Linked DNA regions of Mus musculus: region 2 is linked to region 1. Evidence: chromatin contacts called from public HiChIP or PLAC-seq data. All regions are on one chromosome and are shown on one strand. Each heading gives the region's core, a stretch centred on a gene start, on an enhancer-like site or on the middle of the called end of the contact. The rest is flanking DNA. Distances are from core to core; before and after follow the strand shown.

Evidence for each region. HiChIP or PLAC-seq counts read pairs in DNA pulled down with a chosen protein or histone mark.
Region 2: an H3K27ac HiChIP or PLAC-seq map of acute myeloid leukemia shows a contact between it and region 1, with 4 times the contacts expected there. The contact joins two enhancer-like sites. A contact is called at or near these places in 1 of 39 promoter capture datasets (embryonic stem cells) and 4 of 115 datasets of contacts at active chromatin or transcription factors (acute myeloid leukemia, bone marrow-derived macrophages and embryonic stem cells).

Annotation. Positions count from the first base shown.
Region 1 is chr12:80,937,020-80,941,382 of GRCm38.p6, reverse strand. No RefSeq gene overlaps it. Among named protein-coding and RNA genes, the nearest start is that of Gm20337, 6.2 kb to the left of the region's middle. Within about 2 kb of position 2,527, at least 152 of the 459 cell types and tissues checked have an H3K27ac peak or open chromatin away from gene starts, as enhancers often do. A contact at or near this core is called in acute myeloid leukemia, where this site is marked.
Region 2 is chr12:81,744,696-81,749,058 of GRCm38.p6, reverse strand. The region is part of intron 2 of Map3k9 (mitogen-activated protein kinase kinase kinase 9); the gene reads left to right. Among named protein-coding and RNA genes, the nearest start is that of Map3k9, 34 kb to the left of the region's middle. Within about 2 kb of position 2,423, at least 22 of the 459 cell types and tissues checked have an H3K27ac peak or open chromatin away from gene starts, as enhancers often do. A contact at or near this core is called in acute myeloid leukemia, where this site is marked.

The DNA of each region.
Region 1 (4,363 bases), core at 1,278-3,777:
AGGGGCTAGAGAAATGGCTCAGAGGGTAACACTGACTGCTCTTCCAGAGGTTCAGAGTTCAATTCCCAGCAACCACATGGTAGCTCATAACCATCTGTAATGGGATCTGATGCCCTCTTCTGGTGTGTCTGGTGTACACACCAGTATACTCATACACATAAGATAAATAAATCTTTAAAAAAAAAAAAAAGCCAGGCGTTTTCAGAGGCTGGGCAGTGGTGGCACACGCCTTTCATTCCAGCACTTGGGAGGCAGAGACAGAGGCAGGAGGGAAAAAAAAGACAGTCATAGGGAACAACTTTAACACTGAAAAAAAAATCTGTTCAGGGTGCCTAAGTACTTCTTCCCCAACCCTCCTGATTGGCAGCTGCCAACTCTTAAGCCATTATACAAACGCACCATGCTAAGGACATTACAATCTCAGGACCTCCTGTCTCCCACAGAAGTGTTCTAAGATGTTTGAGAGTAGAAAATAATCTTTCTGCCCAACTATTCCTATTCCTCATTTCCCTGATTTCCTAGGCCCTGTCACAAAAGCAGCAACAGGACACCACATGACCTGTGCACTAAAGGGGCCCTGGGAATCCAAACAGAAACCAGCACTGACAAATTTTCAGTGTCCTTATCAATAAGGCCAGAGAAGTCTGGGTGGTGGCAGAAATTCAAATAAGCAGAGCCTCTTTAAAGGATTGAAACTGAGGAAGAAATACCATATACTCTACAGAGAATGGGAGAACAGAGGTTAGAATTAGGGAGCCTGAAAATACTTTCTTAGCAGACAAGGTGGCGAATGCCTTTAATCCCAGCACTGGGGAGTCAGAGGCAGGTGGATTTCTGAGTTTGAGGCCATCCTATTCTACAGAGAGAGTCCCAAGACAGCCAGGACGACATAGAGAAACCCTGTCTCAGAAAAAAAATTAAATAAACAGAAAATAAGAGATAGATAGATAAACAGACAGACAGACAGACAGACAGGTAAATAAAGAAAAAGAAAAGAAACATCATCTTAAGCAGAGACAGACAGCAGTAATTCCACCTAATTCAGAAATTGTTGACAAAACTCAAATTCTTTGCAGAGCCATACATAGTGTTTGGTGTTAAATTTTGCTATGAATCAAGACCATTTGATTGATTAAGTCATCTCTCCAGTCTGTCCTTGAATTCATAATTCTCTGGCTTCTGCCTCCAGAGTACTGAGTTTACAGGCATAGGTACCCGAGACTTGGTTTATTCCATGCTAGGGATCAGAGCCAGAACTTCCACCTGCTAAGCACATACTCTATCCAATGAGCTACACTACCATCCCAACACCGATTTCAACTCTTGCTTTAGCTTTTCCTTCTGTCCCACATTTGACTCTAATTTAAAAGAGTCATTTCAGGCTGGAGGGATAGCTCAGCAGTTAAGAGCACTGACTGCTCTTCCGGAGGTTCTGAGTTCAAATCCCAGCAATCACATGGTGGCTCACAACCATCTGTAATGGGACTCTTCTGGTGTATCTGAAGACAGCTACAGTGTACTCATATACATAAAATAGAAAAATAATTCTTTTTTTAAAAAGAAAAAAGTCATTTTGACACATACCAAATACAGATTACCTTCCTAGAAGAGCCAGACTCTGGAATCACTAGCTCTTAGGCCTGCAGGGTTAACTGCCACCGTTGGCTGTCAGGACTTCAGTTTACATTGTCCAGTTCACTCCTGGACAGTTCACATCAGTCACTCTACCTATGACTCAGGAAGAACTCAGGAGTGACTCGGGTGGTTCTGGTTTGAAGTGGTCTCACCCAATTTCCCCATTTAGAGTGAAATCTGCTTCCAGGCTCACCCAGAATATGTGAGCACCTCACCTCAGTCCTTGCTGGCCATTCACTGTTGATCACTGCTCTCACGTGGGCCTTTCTGTAAGCAACCTGAGTGTCTCCGCTGTGTCATAGCTGGCTGTCCACAGAGGGTGCCTTCTAGGAGACAGTGCATCTGAGACAGAAGCTGCAGTGACTGTATTCTAATTTCAGGAACAATGTCCTCACGCACTGTGACTTAGTGTATTCCTCTTCCTAGGGCACCAACACTGTGGATTCCAACAACTAACAAGCAGTTCTGGCGGCTACAAGCCAAAACTGAAAGTGTCTGGAGGGTCCTTCCCCTCTGACAGCCCTGGGGAAGGCCTTCCCTTGCCTCTTCCCAGCTGGTGGTATATGTTGACAATCCTCAATGTTCCTGGCTTGTAGATTTCGGCATTCCAAGCAAATGGTTGCTCTTTTCAGTATGGTATTATGTCATCTTCCTTCTCTGCATGTCTATCTTTGTGTCTAAATTTCTTTCCCCTTTAAAAAGGACCACAGCCTTGTCAGAGCAGGGTCCACCCCTGTGGTGCTGGAGGCTAGGATTTCAGCACCTATTTTGTGAGAACATTATTCAAATGCGTGCCACATAGTTTCTACCATATACCAATCACACGGTTCAGCCTCAGTTCAACATTGGAGGGTAAAACACAGGCAGCAAGAACCAGGAAGTGGGGTGATCAGAGGATACCTTGGAAAGCAGCCAGCATGGTGCTTCCGGCTTCGCTGCAAAGAGGGAAATAGGCTGCCCTGCAGATACTTGTTTCTTGCTGCTGCTCAACTGCCTTAAACAGTATGCTATCCTCCCAAGGTGTGAGGGGGTTTGTTTATTTTTTATGTATAGAAAGGATTAATCAAACTTAGTCCTCTGGATTGAGCCTCGACAATGCTGGAATTACAGGTATACACTACTGGACTCAGCTCTTGAGACTTTTCTGTTCTGTTTTATTTTATTGTTGCTTTTAAAAATAATTTTCTTCCTAGCTCTTGGGAGGCAGAGGCAGGCAGTTTTCTGAGTTCGAGGCCAGCCTGGTCTACAGAGTGAGTTCCAGGACAGCCAGGGCTACACAGAAAAACCCTGTCTCGAAAAACCAAAAAAAAAAAAAAAAAGGTAATTTTCTTTTACTTGTTTGGTCTTTCTTTCTTTCTTTCTTTTTCTTTTTCTTTTTTAATTTTGAGTACACTGTAGCTGTCTTCAGACACACCAGAAGAGGGCACCAGATCCCACTACAGGTGGTTATTAGCTACCAAGTGGTTGCTGAGAATTGAACTCAGGACTCCTAGAAGAGCAGTCAGTGCTCTTAACCACTGAGCCATTTCACCAGCCCAGTAATTTTATTTTAGTGTCTGTGTGCTGTGTGTGTGCTGTGTGTATGTGTGTGTAGGGGGGTATATGTGTGAATGTGTGTTTGTGTGTATGTGGTATGATGTTTGTATGTGAATGCTTATGTGGGGGTGGGGAGTAGGGAGTGTGTGTGTCTGTGTGTCTGTGTGTCTGTGTATGTGTGGTGGGGAGTGTGTGTGTGTGTGTGTGTGTGTGTAAGCATACATATGCCATAGCATACATGTGGCAATCAGAGGACACAGAGGACAACTTTTGGAGTCGGTTCTCTTCCTTCCACTGTGCATCCTGGAATCAAACTCAGCTTGTTAGACTTACGTGGCAAGCATTTTCACAAGCTGAGTCATCTCTAGCCTCTTCTTTGAAACAGGCTTTCACAGAACCTAGGCTCCATTCAAACTTGCCCCGTAGTAAAGGATCGCCATGAGCCATGAGCTTCCCAGGGCAGGGACTTGCAGACGTGCACTGGCAAGCTGAACTAAGACTTTGCTTCTTGACACACACCTGACTGCTTTTATCTTCAGTCCTGCCCTGTCCACAACCCCTTTAATCCTGAACTTTCAAACATGCTCAGCTTACATTTTAGAGCTTAGAATGATAAACCTCCTCTTAACCCATGAAGCTGACCCAATACCACTCCTCAGGCACCACGGCAGTTCCTTGGTCCTTACTTGACAGCTCTCAGTCACCTCTGCTACTTCCTCCCCACCTTCCCACGGAAACTGGTCTCAAAGTTCACCTTCAACCTAATTGCAAAATCCAGTGGCCTCTTCACAACCATCATCCTATCTCGTTAAAACTGCCATTCATCTTATTATGGGATGGCATAGAGCTCGGAGTGTCAGATTAATTAGCCTACTTTGGCCTTTCCCCAACTCTCTAACACCAGTTACCACTCTCCCCTTAAAGAAAAGTTGGAACCAGAGCCCAGAGGTGGCGGCACAGGCCCTTAATTCCAGCCTTTGGGAAGCAGAGCCAGAGGAAAATATTGAGTTCTAGGCCAGCCTGATCTACAGAGAGAGTTCCAGGACAGTCGGGGCTACACAGAGAAACCCTGTGTCAAACCACACACCCCACTCCACCTCCCCTCCTTCCCCCTCCATCCCCCCAAAAAAGAAAATGAAGAGTTGAAACCAAAAAGCTCTTGGTCACACAGCTGGCAAGTGCTGGAGCCTTG
Region 2 (4,363 bases), core at 1,174-3,673, 810 kb before region 1:
GTCAGTGCCAACAGGTCCCTCCACGTTAGCAGCTGCTCTGTGGGTACCCATGGCTTCTGGGTGTGGCTGGGGCTCTAGCTTACCCCTCTTCTTCCCTTGGAGACATTGTGGTGCAGGAATGAAATGTCTCAAATGTCAGCTTGGGTGCCCTAAAGGCTGCAGAGGTGAGGGCATGGGCGTTTTGCTTCTCTCCGGCATAGAGTCCTCACCCACGCCCACCACACCCGCACCCCCAACTCATCTTTACCCTTGAGTTTGGGTTTTACCTTTCTTACCTCAAGACAGTTGGCAGAGCTTGCCTGAGTCCTGGAAGACTGATGAAGCTTTCAGGGAATTACAGACTTTGAGAATGTCAGGTAGAGAAATGGAGTTGTAGAGAGGATATCACAGGGGGCACTAGGACCCACATCCTGGCTCATGCCTGGTGCTGTTTTCTTTTTTCTGCCTTGCTAAGACTCAGAGATTGTTCTCCTGTGGGTAGAAGAGGCATTGATGCTGTGGTGTGTCCTCCTCCCTCCTTCTCTTTCGTCCTGTCCCTCCCTATGCCTCCCTGTCCCTCCTTCCCCCCTCTCTCCCTCCTTCTCCCTCTCTCTCCCTCCCTCTTCCCTTCTTCCTCTTCCTATGGAAGACATATGCCCACATGAGGAGAATGGCATCATGGATCCTCTTCTGCCTCGTCAGGTCCCAGCCCACAGCTCTCCTTCCTCTGTAACTGGATCATTCCCACCATTTATTTTGAAGGAAATCACCAACACCCTATCACTGTCCGTGTAAATATTTCAGTGTGTTTCAGTATTTAAAACTTGAGCAGTGCACCTCTGAACTCAAGCATAGCTTTGTGCTGAATCACAGCAGATGAGCCTGACTCAGCAAAGTACCCTAGAGACTATAAAGCACGGGCTGAAAAAGCCCTTCAGGAAAAAAGAAAGTGGCAGAAAAGAAACAAGAACAGAAGCAGCTGCTGCCCAGGATCTTGTACTTCTTACCCCCAAAACAAAGGAAAAGATGAGGAGGAGCTTTTAGAACTTAGAAAACTATGGCAGGGAGTAAACAACCTGCACTGGGTCAGAAGACTCAGCCAGGAAGCTCAGCAAGGAAGAACAAAGAGTAGGAAAGAGCAAGTGAGGAAAGAGAAGGGGCTGCAGCCGCTGTGGAGAGGGCTCAGAGCCTGCAGGAGCCTGTCAGGAGGACGGAAGGCCAAGCTTGATCCCCAGGAACTACGTGGAAGGAGCTGGAACCTTTAACTTGTTCTTGCATGCTGTAGCATGAGTACATCTACACACACGTGCACACAAATGCACACACATACACACACAAACACACACACTGAGCACATCTACACACACACACACACACACACACACACAGATAAATACAAATTTTTTTTAAGCTGGAGAACTAGCCCATGAAGCCCATTATAAAGTAATAGGTCATAGACCTTTGGGCTTTGGGGCGTGAGGCCTGAGTGTCGTATGTAGGTGCTAAGAGCAGGGTTTGAAAAGTTGTGGCTCAGTTTCAGGGCTGTAATGTGAAGACTTATTTCCTCTTGATCCTCTGCAGTGAGCATCATGCCATCCTTACTGTGGTAGGCTGGGGTGGATCCTCTGACGTAGAGAACCTGAATAATTATTTTTCTTCCTTAGGTGGATTCTGTCAGGTATTATGGCCACAGGATGCTTAAGTAACTGGTGCAGGCATGCAGGCTGAATCTCCAGATTACCCCTTCTGTAGCCCACAGTCCATATTGCACCGGTACATCAATCACTGGGGAACCCCTGGCCGAGGTCTAAAATGAACATTTTAAAAATATAGTCAGGAAAATGCACAGGTACACCTCAGTCAATAACTGGCCAGGCACGAGGGAGTTCTTGCCAAGAGCCTGGCCCCTGTGCAAGGTTCCTGGACCAAGATGTCATGGATTCTAGAAGGGAATGAGGGTTTTATTCTCCAGGGGTCGGATTCCGCATCATTCTAGAAAAGATGATAGACACTCATACACCCCAGCAGGGAGTGCTTAGACGTACAAGCGGTTGGATTGTGTGCAGTTGGGTTTAGCTGCTGAAGAAGAACTAGCAATGGGGCAGCAGAGAGGGAGAGCTAATTAGCTGTAGCACTGAGGAAACGGAGTTGAGCCTGAAAGCCAGAATGTCTTTCAGGCTCGGGATCACATAGCACGGAGATGGAGAACAAGGCTGTGGCTGAGAGATGTGGACTCTGCTCCCTTCCCCTTTACATCTCCTTTGACGTGGACGAAACAGGGAGTGTCATCTTTCTACTTCTTAGAGACAACTAAAGGACTCAGAAAGATGATGTCAGCGAGCAGCCAAGTTCAGTTACACAGTGTTTGATCCTAACTGAGCAGCTGTCCTGCTATGTAGTGTACAGTAGGAATGTATTACAGTGGAATAGTATTAGCCATGAAGAGGAACATGGTACTAACAAACGTTATAATGTGGCAACCCTGAAAACACTGAGGAAGTGAGGCAGACATCATACTGTAGCTTTCTATTTCGTGAAGTCTTCACCATGGGGTCACAGCAGATTGGGCCTGGGAGGAGAGAAGAATGGGGGGATATTTGCTTAAAGGTTACAGGACTTCCTTGTGGGTGATGAAAATGGCCCGGAACAGGTTGTTTCATATTTCATCTCAACTAACAGCCCTGTACAGGAAAGCTTTCACGAGCCCTGCTGCTGGGAAGACCAGTGCTTCAGAACACTATGACCTGCTACTGCCTGCTCAGGTAGTGACTGGTTTCAGATTATAGTCCCTCTCTGTTGATGAGAGTCGGTCTCTAGGTCATGGAGTACACAAAGGGCAAGGTCAGCTGAGTCTGAGGTGGGTGGGACAGTGGCGAGCAGATGAGACTGGCCTGTAGCTAGCTGTATACCCAATGCTGACAGAGGGTTTGTGGCTGATTCTTACCCCATCAATCTTGCATCTCGTTTAAGCATCCAGATCAACTAATACGAAACATCTGGTTGCACCCTATCCCAGCCACCTAGGGCTTTGGGAGACTGATCTCACACAGTGTATATTCAGGAAGGGGGAGGGGGATTTCCTTAGTGTCACTTGCCTAACTCTTTGAATGTCTGCTGTCCTGTTGTTTTGCCTCAGAAAGTCTGGAAGGGTTTTTGTTGTTGTGGGTTTGTTTGTTTATTTGTTTTTGTCACTAAAGAAGAAGGGTTTGTTTTTTTTTTCCTTCTCCTGTTTTGTATCTGCGTAGGCACCTGGGTGGGGGAAGCCAGGATGGGGAGGGATGTGTCTGGAGTAGAGAGTGTGGAGGAGGAGGGAGGGTTCATCCATTAGGTCTAGGGTGGGGTTGTTTGCTTTCTAGACTCCAACTCTGAAGCTGCCGGTAATCCTGGGGCACACTGCTGTTTTTCTAAGAAGCACATAGGACCTGGAGCTCCTTGGGCCACTCCCCTTCAGTATGTGACAGTTCAGTGGATGGGAGTAGAAGTGGAGAGAAGGGTGTGGCTGTGTCATGGATGAAGCACCTGCTCTCTCACTGCAGAAGGTCTTTACTGTCAGGGTCTGCAATGTAAGGCATCTTAGGTAGGTAAGTGCAAGGAGAGCGGGAAGGCTCTAGGTTGTCTTGGCACACAGGACTAAGAGTTAACTTGTATTGTTTTTACTGGTTTCCCGGGCCCAACTGAATCACTTTTATAATTTAATTGCTACACTGTCTGTAGACGTTTCTTCCTCACAGGGGCGAAGAGGAAACCTTTCTTCTTGCTCTGAAGTCTGTCTCACTAACACAAATTCAGGCAAGGCTGTGTCGGGCTATAGAGGCTATGCCCAGCTATAGAGGCTATGCCCGGCTATAGAGGCTATGCCCAGCTATAGAGGCTATGCCCGGCTATAGAGGCTATGCTCACATAACCGGCTACAGAGGCTATGCTCACACAAAGCCTTTCGAACCATCCCACTTTGGATAAGGAGGTGTGTCTTGCCTTTATCTGGACAGCTTCTTAGTCCCCCACTCAGCAGAGTTCTGTGGTTTACAGTATGGCATCTTAGTCAGCAAGATTTGGGGGTGATTTTTAGCCTGATTATCTCTTACCAGGTTACATGGCTGGAACCACCATATGGGTGTTGGGGCCACCGTGACTAGGAAAGCCAGTGCTTTGGAGTCATCCCTGCACCAACTCCTTTTCCTTGACCATGCTCACTGAGGATGTCATGAGTGTGTGCATGTGTGTGTCTCTGATCCCCCAAACTCCAGTTTGCCAGACATTTATCAACTGGTTAGGGGACTTGCCTGAATTATGACAAAAATCTTAAGAGCCCAAAAGACAGGCTTTCTTAAGAATGTCAGTGGATCTGGGCGTGGTGGCACACACCTTTAATCCCAACACTTGG